Regions from separate parts of the Mus musculus genome. Here region 2 is linked to region 1. A link is a contact called in public Hi-C data. All regions are on one chromosome and are shown on one strand. Each heading gives the region's core, a stretch centred on a gene start, on an enhancer-like site or on the middle of the called end of the contact. The rest is flanking DNA. Distances are from core to core; before and after follow the strand shown. Region 1 holds the start of Dmac1 (distal membrane arm assembly complex 1). Region 2 has its middle 230 kb from the start of Gm42300.

Evidence for each region. Hi-C and Micro-C count contacts between places; a contact is called where the count stands out from the background.
Region 2: a contact with region 1 is called in a Hi-C map of the G1E-ER4 cell line, with 3 times the contacts expected there. The contact joins the enhancer-like site here to the promoter of Dmac1 in region 1. A contact is called at or near these places in 1 of 39 promoter capture datasets (hippocampal neurons), 2 of 484 Hi-C or Micro-C datasets (both in the G1E-ER4 cell line) and 1 of 115 datasets of contacts at active chromatin or transcription factors (astrocytes).

Annotation. Positions count from the first base shown.
Region 1 is chr4:75,276,394-75,281,330 of GRCm38.p6, forward strand. Dmac1 (distal membrane arm assembly complex 1) reads right to left here and starts at 1,899. Exons shown (of 2, transcript NM_025849.4): 1 at 1,588-1,899; 2 at 958-1,376. The coding sequence starts at 1,858. The coding sequence ends at 1,312.
Region 2 is chr4:75,816,321-75,821,257 of GRCm38.p6, forward strand. No RefSeq gene overlaps it. Among named protein-coding and RNA genes, the nearest start is that of Gm42300, 230 kb to the left of the region's middle. Within about 2 kb of position 3,026, at least 10 of the 459 cell types and tissues checked have an H3K27ac peak or open chromatin away from gene starts, as enhancers often do. A contact at or near this core is called in the G1E-ER4 cell line, where this site is marked.

The DNA.
Region 1 (4,937 bases), core at 649-3,148:
GAGAGGTATGATCAAAATAATTCATATTCAATGTATAGAATTCAAGAATATTAAAGTAATAATTATTAAGTATTTTCTCTCTTGGTGATATAAATAAATGCAGATTTGGCACTCCTTCTTTGCAGATTCTTTAGTCTCCAAGACCAGGGCTGAGGATATTACAGTCAGGGCTAAGACACGAGGGTTTTATAGACCTCAGGAGATGGTGTGTTGGCCAGGAGCTGGGGCTGTGTCCATGTATGGAGGGTCAAAAGCTGGATATACTGGCGGGCACTTGAGTGGGCTGGCCATGTCAGAAAGGCAGGCTGCATCGGCTCCCAGATATGTAGAACTGGGTTTTGGGTGCTATTCTTTGTGAGTTTTCCCAGTGCATGCAGGGTTGGTAGAAGGAGGTAGATGGGGTTTCCCAGCTTGTATAGAGGTTCCAGCTGAACAATATTATCTGCTCAAAATAGTAGTCAAAACTTGTAAACTGGTACTGAACTTCATAGTCCTTTTCTGCTTTGAAGAACCACCTAAATAAACATGCTTGCAGAGAAGCCTCAGTATTAGTTGACAGTAAGCATACATTACTTTTATAACTTTTTAAAGCCCTTATAAACTCATCCTAAATATCTACGGAAAAAGCCATCAGCAGATTTTTCTTTTGGAATTTTTCTCAAATATTTTCATTTACATCTTTTATTACATACTGACATTTAATGTATAAAGGAACTCCTGGCTCTCTGAAACTAAGTCAGCTGTGAAAGACAGAACTAGGAAGAAAAATTTGCTCCATCACTGAACGGATGAGCCACTAAAGGACACCCAATGGCTAGGTCCAAGGCTTTCAGATGCAATAATATAATCAGGGGTGGACTTGAAGATAATTTGGAAAGTTTGAAAAACTCTCATGTACCTATTTAGGGTTAGGTTGCCAATAACTGTTGATATGTTTAGAAAAATTAAAAGAACTACTTATTATTTAAAAAATAGTTTATTTTGCTGTTGGTTTATCATTTATCCCATTTTAATATGTTCTCAAAAACGTTATCTTTCAGTATAAACTGAACAGCACATAACCTCCCTGGACAAGACAGAGAACCATGTTTGCTTCCAAGGGGTTTATTTGTCTCTTTATAATCTGAGAGGGGGTAAACCGTAAGCATCCATGGCCAAAGAATGACAGCTCATATCTTCACAATCTTCTCGGTATGTCCTTACAGTTAAGTACATCCTTGGCCGTGTGTGCAACGAATATCCACCAACCCAACGCTTGTTCTGTCTGCCCAGAAGCCAGTGATGATAGACAACAATGAACTGCTGGTATTTTCAAATAACTGGGTGGCTCTTCCCTTTGGGGTCTACCAGAACAACTACACCCCAACAGGCAATACCTGAAAAAAAGAACAAGAAAAAAAAGTGCCTTTTGTATATTACATTTTAGTTTACCCAGTGCTCTGCATAAAGCATTTTATTTAACCCTCTCATGGTTGAAGAAGAAAGGTCGATCATTCGGTAATCTTTCTTACAGGGCCGTGAGGGGAAAGGCGTCCCAGTAATCACCCACCCCACCCCACCCCTCACGCTGTCCCCGCTCCTGCTCACTGATGCCGATGACCATCTGCAGAACGGTGCCTGGGCCAGGTGGGATTCCTTGCTTCAGGGGCCGCCTGGCCACCAAATAGACGTAGGTGCCCGCCCCGAAGAGTGTAGAGCCCGACAGCACGCGACAACTCCAGCAGGTTTTTAACTCAGGGTCCCGGGCGGGGGAGGCCGGCACGGCGGATTTCGCGGGTGGGTTCGCGGGAACCGCTGTGGAAACAGTTGGGGGGGCAGGAGCGGAAAACTCGGTACTCCCCGAAAAAGAGGACCCCATGTCAGAAGAGTGCACAGCGAGCCGAGCCTTCACTTTGAAATGCTGTAAAATGCTGCCGGAAAGCAGCACGCTGACGTAAAAGCCGCCGCGCTTCTGGGAAATGTAGTTGCAGCAGGAGCCGGGCGGAACAGGGCGGAGCTGCAGCCGCCTCAGAGGCTTGTGTAATCCAGAAGTTCAAAAGTCAAGGCTGCCTCATCCCGGTGTGTTAGAAACTGTTTTATACTACTTTATGAAAGTATAGATTTCAGTCTTCTTAAAGAAAAACTGTGGATCTCTAAGCTTCCCGACTAACACAAACTAAGGTCCTGGCATGAAGTCTAATCAACAGAGATTATATTCTAAGTAATTGTATGTTCTTACCCAAGTGCTTACCTATTGCAATTCTGTGTATTCTGCCGTTTCTCAACATACTCGTTTCCTAGTACAAGATAGACCAGTAAAGGCTCAAAGTTTTCACATTGTACTTACTTTGAAAGAAATATACAGATATAATCAAGATATTAAAAATGTGTTTGAATTACCTGGATACTCTCTTTGTTTATTAAGGTTGTGCTCTCAATTGTGTCATATTTATGATTTTAATTCTCATAAAAAAAATTAGGTGCAAACTCAGGTTAATGACTTTTTTTTACACTTTTGCATTTTTATCCTGTCAGATGAGCTTTAAAGGGCCGAGGAGATGGTTCTGTGGTTAAAGTGCTTGCTCTGCGGGCAGGAAATGTAAGATAAGTTCAGATGCTCAGAACCCACAGAATGTTGAGTGGGTATGGCAGGGCATCTATAATTCTCAGTCAGAACAAGGAGATGAACTACAAGAGAAACAGTTTAGCTACATTAGCCACGATCTGAGTTCTGGATTCAGGTGGAGTGCTTGCCTTAACATATAACGTGAGAAGCATTCAAGAGAGACTCTAGACAGTAATCCCTGGTATCCAGAGGCAACTGGGACCATACACACATCTGTACCCACACATGCAAACACATATACATGCACAACACACACATGGAAAACAAAAGACTGCATCTTTCTGACTGTGTCTTTGCAAAACAACAGGTGTCACCAACTCCAGTCTCAGCTCGCTTTTCATTCTCTCTGCTTACAGTTGGCTATCTATTTCTTGTGCTTGCTGTTCTCAGGAGGATATTGGTAAAAACTAAATTCTTATGTAGCAGTTTCCTCTAAACTGACACCTTCTAACCTGAAGGGAGGCTCCTAAAGACCCAGGAATGAAAGGAAACATAGAAGGTTCAAAAAACAAATTCATCATTTCCTAAAAACAATATTCAACCCTAAGGTTATATACACAATAAAACTTGGGCAGAGGGGACTGTGACCTACAGAGTTGGCATCCAAATTGAGCAAAGTGCCCCAGAGATTCAGCTTTCATGAGTAACCCCCATACTGGGTCAGCCTTTCAGCAAAATAGTCACCCTTGGTTCAGGAAACAGCTCAGTAAATTTCCTGGTTCACTAAGCTAAGCTTAGAATTGTTTCAGTGCTAGTAGGTTGTCCACAAGTGCCCTGTCTGGGATTAGTAAATGTTTGTTCTTGTCTCCCAAGGAAAAGTCATATAAGAAAATGTTATTTTTGAGTTTAGGTGGTTTCTTTTATAGAAAACGGGTAAAAATGGAGCAACAATTTTCAAAAGATTTTCTCATTCTGATTAACATTTAAAATGTTTTTGTTGAAGAGGAATTTAATATTTAAATTTCTCAAATAAAATGTGATATTTGGAAAGGATAAAATGTAAAAATAAAGAAGTAGTTAAATAGGTCAAAACAAAATTAAAGGAAACTGGAATAATATGTGTGTGTGTGTGTGTGTGTGTGTGTGTGTGTGTGTGTGCATGTGTATAGAGGATAGAAATAAATTATGCATGCTTTCTGTGGATACCTATATATCTATACATATATTTAATCAAATGCCTCCATGTGTTACATCATAGAAAAAGATATGTTAGGAAAGTTTTAATTTTATACCTTTGTGCTACATATATTTGTGATGTGCCAGCAATGAAACAGAGGCTATTTATTATAATTGCTGGTACTCAGAATTCTTCATATGTAAAAATGAGTTTGGGATCAGGTGCTAACTTTCCTGATTGAAAACTTTGACTATTAAGAAGCTCTTTTCAATTAGCATTCTGCTACATAACTTTCCAGATGATTCAACAGAATTTCATTTTAGAAATTCATGATTTCTGTTGTTCCTTTTCACTATGTCTTCCATTCTACATATAACATTTAATTTTTTTATGTAGCAGAGGTTAAGACATGTTTAAATTATATATTCCCGAGTAAAAAATATGCATGCTAGAATTATGCATGATTATTATTTGTATATTATATGTTACATGTTTCTTTTTTTTTTTATCATGTTTGAGACCGAGCATCCCTGGCTGCTACAGGCAGATGGCAGACAGGTATAGTTAAGGAACAATTATTCTGTTATTCTGAGCAGGGGGAATGACAACACAGCATATGTAAATATGTTAACTTTAAAGTATAAAGCAAATAATAGAAATATAAATTTTAGTACCTTATTATTATAGTACATTGGACTTTATATAGTGTGTACTTTGAAATTACTTTATTAATATTTTATGCTCAAGGTTAGCTTTCGTAGTGCAGTCATTAAAGAATATACTTTTAATTTGATATATATATATATATATATATATCTCAAGTAGGCTTCTTTTATGTAGCAGAGAAAACCACTACATAAAGACACAACTGACCAGAATAGAGAAAACAAGTGACTGTTGTGCCTGAAATGATATATCTAAAATATACCTCTATACTAGGGCTCAAGGAACATCACAGAAGAACGGGCAGAAAAATTGAAAGACAGAGGAAAGAAAGTTTGCTGAAAAGTTGTGTTTTCTATAGATGACAGGGAAGCCTCGACATTATGATTGTCCAAACCAGACCTGGACAATGGCACCAGTCAACAGGCCAGCTTGCATGGGGGGAAATCCTCATTTGTACTCTAGAGGAAAAGGTACATATAATTATTGATTTCAGATAGAAAGAAAATTAGTATTTGCTGGGAATGAGCCTCCTGCTTGACTCCCCAATAG
Region 2 (4,937 bases), core at 1,776-4,275, 540 kb after region 1:
ATATATGTGGGACAGTTTCTTGCCTGCTTGTTGGTGGAAGATGACCCAGATCATGTAGCCAGCGCTACCCTTGAGCAGATGGGCGGGATCTGTAAGAGAAAGGTAGTTAAGCAAAAGTAGGAAAGCATATCAATCATCAGCATTTCTCTATATTCTCTGTGTCAGCTCTGGCCTGCAGGCTTCTTACTCATGAGTTTTCTTAGTCATGGACTATGGTATGAAAGTGTAAGATGATAATAATCTCTTCTTCCCCATGTTGCTTTGGGTAAATGGTCTATCATATCAATAGAATGCAAACTAGAAGAAAATAATACATAATTCTCAAAAGCCAATAAATATTTGAAAAATTTTCACCATCTTTAGCCACCTGGGAAATGCAAGCCACAACTACATTGAGATTCCATGTTATCCTAAGCAGAAAGGTTAAGACTAATAAAGCAAAGAACAACAAATTCAGTTATATGTTGTGGGGTGTTTTTCCTTCCAGCACCAAACTTTCAGAATAATGACTCTGAGACTAAAATATATTTACAATTCCCTGGCTACCTCATAATGTAATATCCTGTTTATTCTAATCTAAGTTCTTCCACATGACTGGCTCCCCTCTGTTCAGCTTTCATGCATTTATCCTGCTTCACATCCCAGGGCACATCCTCCTAAGCTTAGCTCTATCTTGGAATCCTTTCTGCCTCCTGGATGTCCCACCTTCTATTCTACACATTCCTATAGGCCATAAGGGTTTGCTTTTCTTTCTTTCTTTCTTTCTTTCTTTCTTTCTTTCTTTCTTTCTTTCTTTCTTTCTTTCTTCCTTTCTTTCTTTCTTCCTTTCTTCCTTTCTTTCTTTGTTTTTTTGTTTTTTGTTGTTGACTGGTGATGCATCCATACAGTACACAGTGGGAACACATATTCATTTTTTTGTAGAAGTACAGCCACTATGGAAATTTGTGTGGAGGTTCTACAAAATGGTAGAAATCAACCTACCACATTATTCAGCAGTTTCATTTCTGGACCTATTCCCAAAGGACTCTCTCTACATATCTTCCCACAAACATACTTTTTTCTCCATGTTCATTGCTGCTTTATTCACAATAGCCAGGAAATAGGAACTGCCTAGACATCCATAAACTGACAAATGGATAATGAACTATATCGCTAATATACCCGATAGACTATTTATTATTCAGCTGTAAAAGAAAAGGAAATTCACTGGTAAACATGTGGAGCTGGAGATGATCAGACTGAGTGAGGCAACTCAGACTGGAAAGACAAATACTTCCTCTTCTGTTGCACACATGAATGCTGGCTTCAAATCTTGAGATCCGTATGTATCATTGGAATGGCAATACATGTTGGAAACTAAGAAGGGGCTATAGGTCAGATTTCAAGGAAGGGGATAGAAAGAGTAAAGAGGAACAAAAGAACAGGAAGGGCTAAACAGGGTAGTAAATGGCAGGGCATGGTAGGAAGGGTATAAGGAAGGATGATTAACACTAAGGACCTCTGAAAATGCCATGTGGAAATGTGTGAAGACAGTACTTCCTACAAAACATTTCCTAAAGTTTTTCTCTCTTCCTTTCACTTAAGCTTTTAAACACTTGATCCAAGGTGGTTGGTTCTTTGGGGAGAGATGTAGGAAGTGCTAACTTCTTGTAGGAAGTGGGTCCCTTCCCACTAGTTGTAGGCAGGAGGGCTTTAAGAGTTTGTAGCACCTAGCCAGGCATATTAGTACACACCTTAAATGCCAGTATTTTATCTTTGTGAGTTTGAGGGCAGCCTGGTCCACAGTCCTATAGTAGGAACAACAAAATGAACTAACTAGTACCCCCAGAGCTTGTGTCTCTAGCTGCATATGTAGCAGAGGATGGCCTAGTTGGCCATCAATGGGGAGAAGAGACCCTTGGAGGTTTGAAGATTCTATGCCCCAGTATAGGGAATGCCAGGGCCAGGAAGTGGGAGTGGGTGGGCTGGGGAGCAGGGGGGTGGGGGAGGTATATAGGGACATTTTGGAGAGGAAACTAAGCAAGGGGATAGAATTTGAAATTTAAATGAAGAAAACAACTAATTTAAAAAAAAGTAAAAGAAACAAACAAACATTAAAAACAAAAGAAACCAAAGTCACAGCCTGACTCCACTTCCAGTTTGTGTCTCTGCTTCGTGACTTCCTGATTGCAATTTAAGTTGTTATTGCTCAGTATCCTCTTCCTGCATCCAAACCTGCCATGCCACTTGATGTTGTGCCTCACTGCCGTCATGGATTCTTATTCCTTTGAAACTATAAGCCCTAATAAACTCTTCCATAAGCTGAAAAGATCTCTCTCTCTTTTTCTCTCCCTCCCTGTGTGTGTGTGTGTGTGTGTGTGTGTGTGTGTGTGTGTGTCTGTGTCTGTGTGTGTCTGTGTGTGATTTAAATGCTAAAAAGAATAATTTTTTATGAGATAAGTGCTTTTCACATTCTAAGTTGAAGTGACCATAGGCTTGCTCTCTCTGATTTTTCAGAAAGTCTAGGGATGGATTTGATCTTGTCCCTGATTTCACAAGTTTATGAAAGACTACTCCCTAGAGCTCATGCATTAACAATGTTTCCATGGTTGTAAAGACCTTAGTGTCTCCTCAACAATCCTGTTTCACTGTGTCTTGCAGTTCAACAGGATTCCAGTGACTCAGTAGAAAGTAGACAGACAAACATATTTCATCTTTCCCGTTACATGGCAGTTACACAAGTAGTTCAATACAATTCTAAATATACTCAAAAATAGCTTCCAGATTGATAAGACCTGTCATGTGAACAGTTTATAACTGAAGGATCAAACTGGTCAACAAATAGCAGCCATAAAAAGTGATTTTAAAGGAAGCAAAACAGCTCAAAGGGAACCCTAATCTAAAAGGAAACAACACGCAAAGTGCACAGATTAGGTAGAAATTTACCAAAGGTAAGACCAAGTATTCAGCTCTCTGTTTCACCAAGTAGATGTGGAGACCAGCTACTGCCAGCTGAAGTAGAAAGATAAGAAAAGTCCATGCAATAAAGTAATTGTAGCAGCTGCATGGGACATTCAATCTTCCTCTCCTTCCAGGGACAGCTTATTGAGAGTGGCTGTCACCCCAAATGTGTCTTTTTTTTCCCCATGCCCTAGCTTGCCAGAGTTCTTATCAGCATTGTGAAGATCAAAGCCTAAGCCCTTGTATCAGCTAAGCCACCTGTTGGCAGTTGAGCAACTAAAGAAACTAGTAACTGAGACCAACCGAGGAGGGGTTTTATTCAAGTCCATAGGTAAGGTCCTTGTTTGAGGTTAATGTTTAATTGATGGCAAGAGGCAGCATAAATAGGCAGCTCTGGTCCTGGAGTGGTCCTGTCCCTGTGACCCCCTCATTGTCTGACTCCAATCTCTCCTGGAAGGTAGTCTGACAACTTGTCTGTCACAACTGGGTGAAATCTTTTCTTTGGGAGACAAACTCTTCTGGCTAGAGTAAGTCTTCTGCCTTTTCTTCCCACAGCACAAGGTTCTGGGAGAAATGCTGATTCACTGGGGGAACCATCGTTTCAATAGTTTGATAGCTGAAGGGAGAAATACAAATGTGTCTTTGGTAACTTTGTTCCTGCCAAGAGGGTTTCACCACCTCAGTTAAATAATTAGTCGTAGCTTGTTATGTCCCATTTCTTTCAGTGTTTCCCTGATATTGTCACTGGCTGCTTGTGTTCACAACCTGTTTCCTTCTCTATTGTACTGTAAGTTCAAATTCACGCGTGTCCTATAAATGAAGTCAGTTAGTGCCACTGGAGCGTGAATGCATGCAGCACAACAAAAACTAGCATAATTTAGGCTAGAGAATTGCATTTTGCATTTTTCTTTCTTCAATAAACTGCCCAGTAGAAAAAGGATGAGTAGTGTAAAATGTTCCTCCCATTTCATGTGTGTGTGTGTGTGTGTGTGTGTGCTTCAGTACACCAGATGCATTTAATTATTGATGGCAGAGCATTTAGAGTAGAGTCAAAGGAACGTGCTCCACAGTGAATGGGAATATATTCTGCTTAAGGATACACTGGACCTAAGGCATCAGGTTGTTTTCTCATAGCAGTATCTTTTTTAAACACATTGCTGTGTACCTAGGAATCAGGTTCAACCATGTGAATCTGTCATTTACAAAAGGCAAGCATGCCAAAGCCACAAATAACTTACATGTTACTGTGTCTCTGTGGCTCTAGCATCAGCTAGGTTTCCTCTGCAAGCCTGAGCTCAAGGTTGAGTATGTATCACTAGGAAGTATTGATGTTTCCGAAGAGCAATGTGCAAGCTGCCACCCAGAGTAAGCCACTTATTCCAGGGTCTCCTTACCTGGGAAACACAGAAGACAGATAGGCTCCCTACTTTGTGCCTTCAGGTGAGGCTGTACATCAAAATGCTATGGGGATGATTTGGGAGTTTGTGTTTTTAACAGTTCATAGCCCCTTGCAGAACCAGAACACCAGGGAAGGAACATGTGCAAAACTTACCCTCTTGTTTAAAACTAGGTCTAAGGATCCTTAAAATTAAGCACACTTTCTAGCTATGGGTCCAAGGATAGTAAAGGTTTACTAGTTTTGTTTATTCTTAAACTTTGCTTAGTTTATTCTTGTGTGCTACGTCATAAATTGCCTGGCTCAATAAATAAATAAACTCCACCTGCTAACGTTCCAACCACAGTACCATTACCATGGTCTGACATCTAATACATGCCTTCCATCATATGGAGTCTATGGGAACAAAAAGAGCCAATGGTGGTTGCCTACATATTTGGTGCGAGAGCAGACTCCAGTTGGTATAGCCACTGCCATTATCAAAACAAGCAGGATAGGTAGAAAGAGGGAGTCAATAGTCAAATTCAAGGCATAGGTTAAGATGAATGTGAAATTTCCAGCAAAGATGTTAAGCTGATGGTAGGATTGATATTTGAATGTT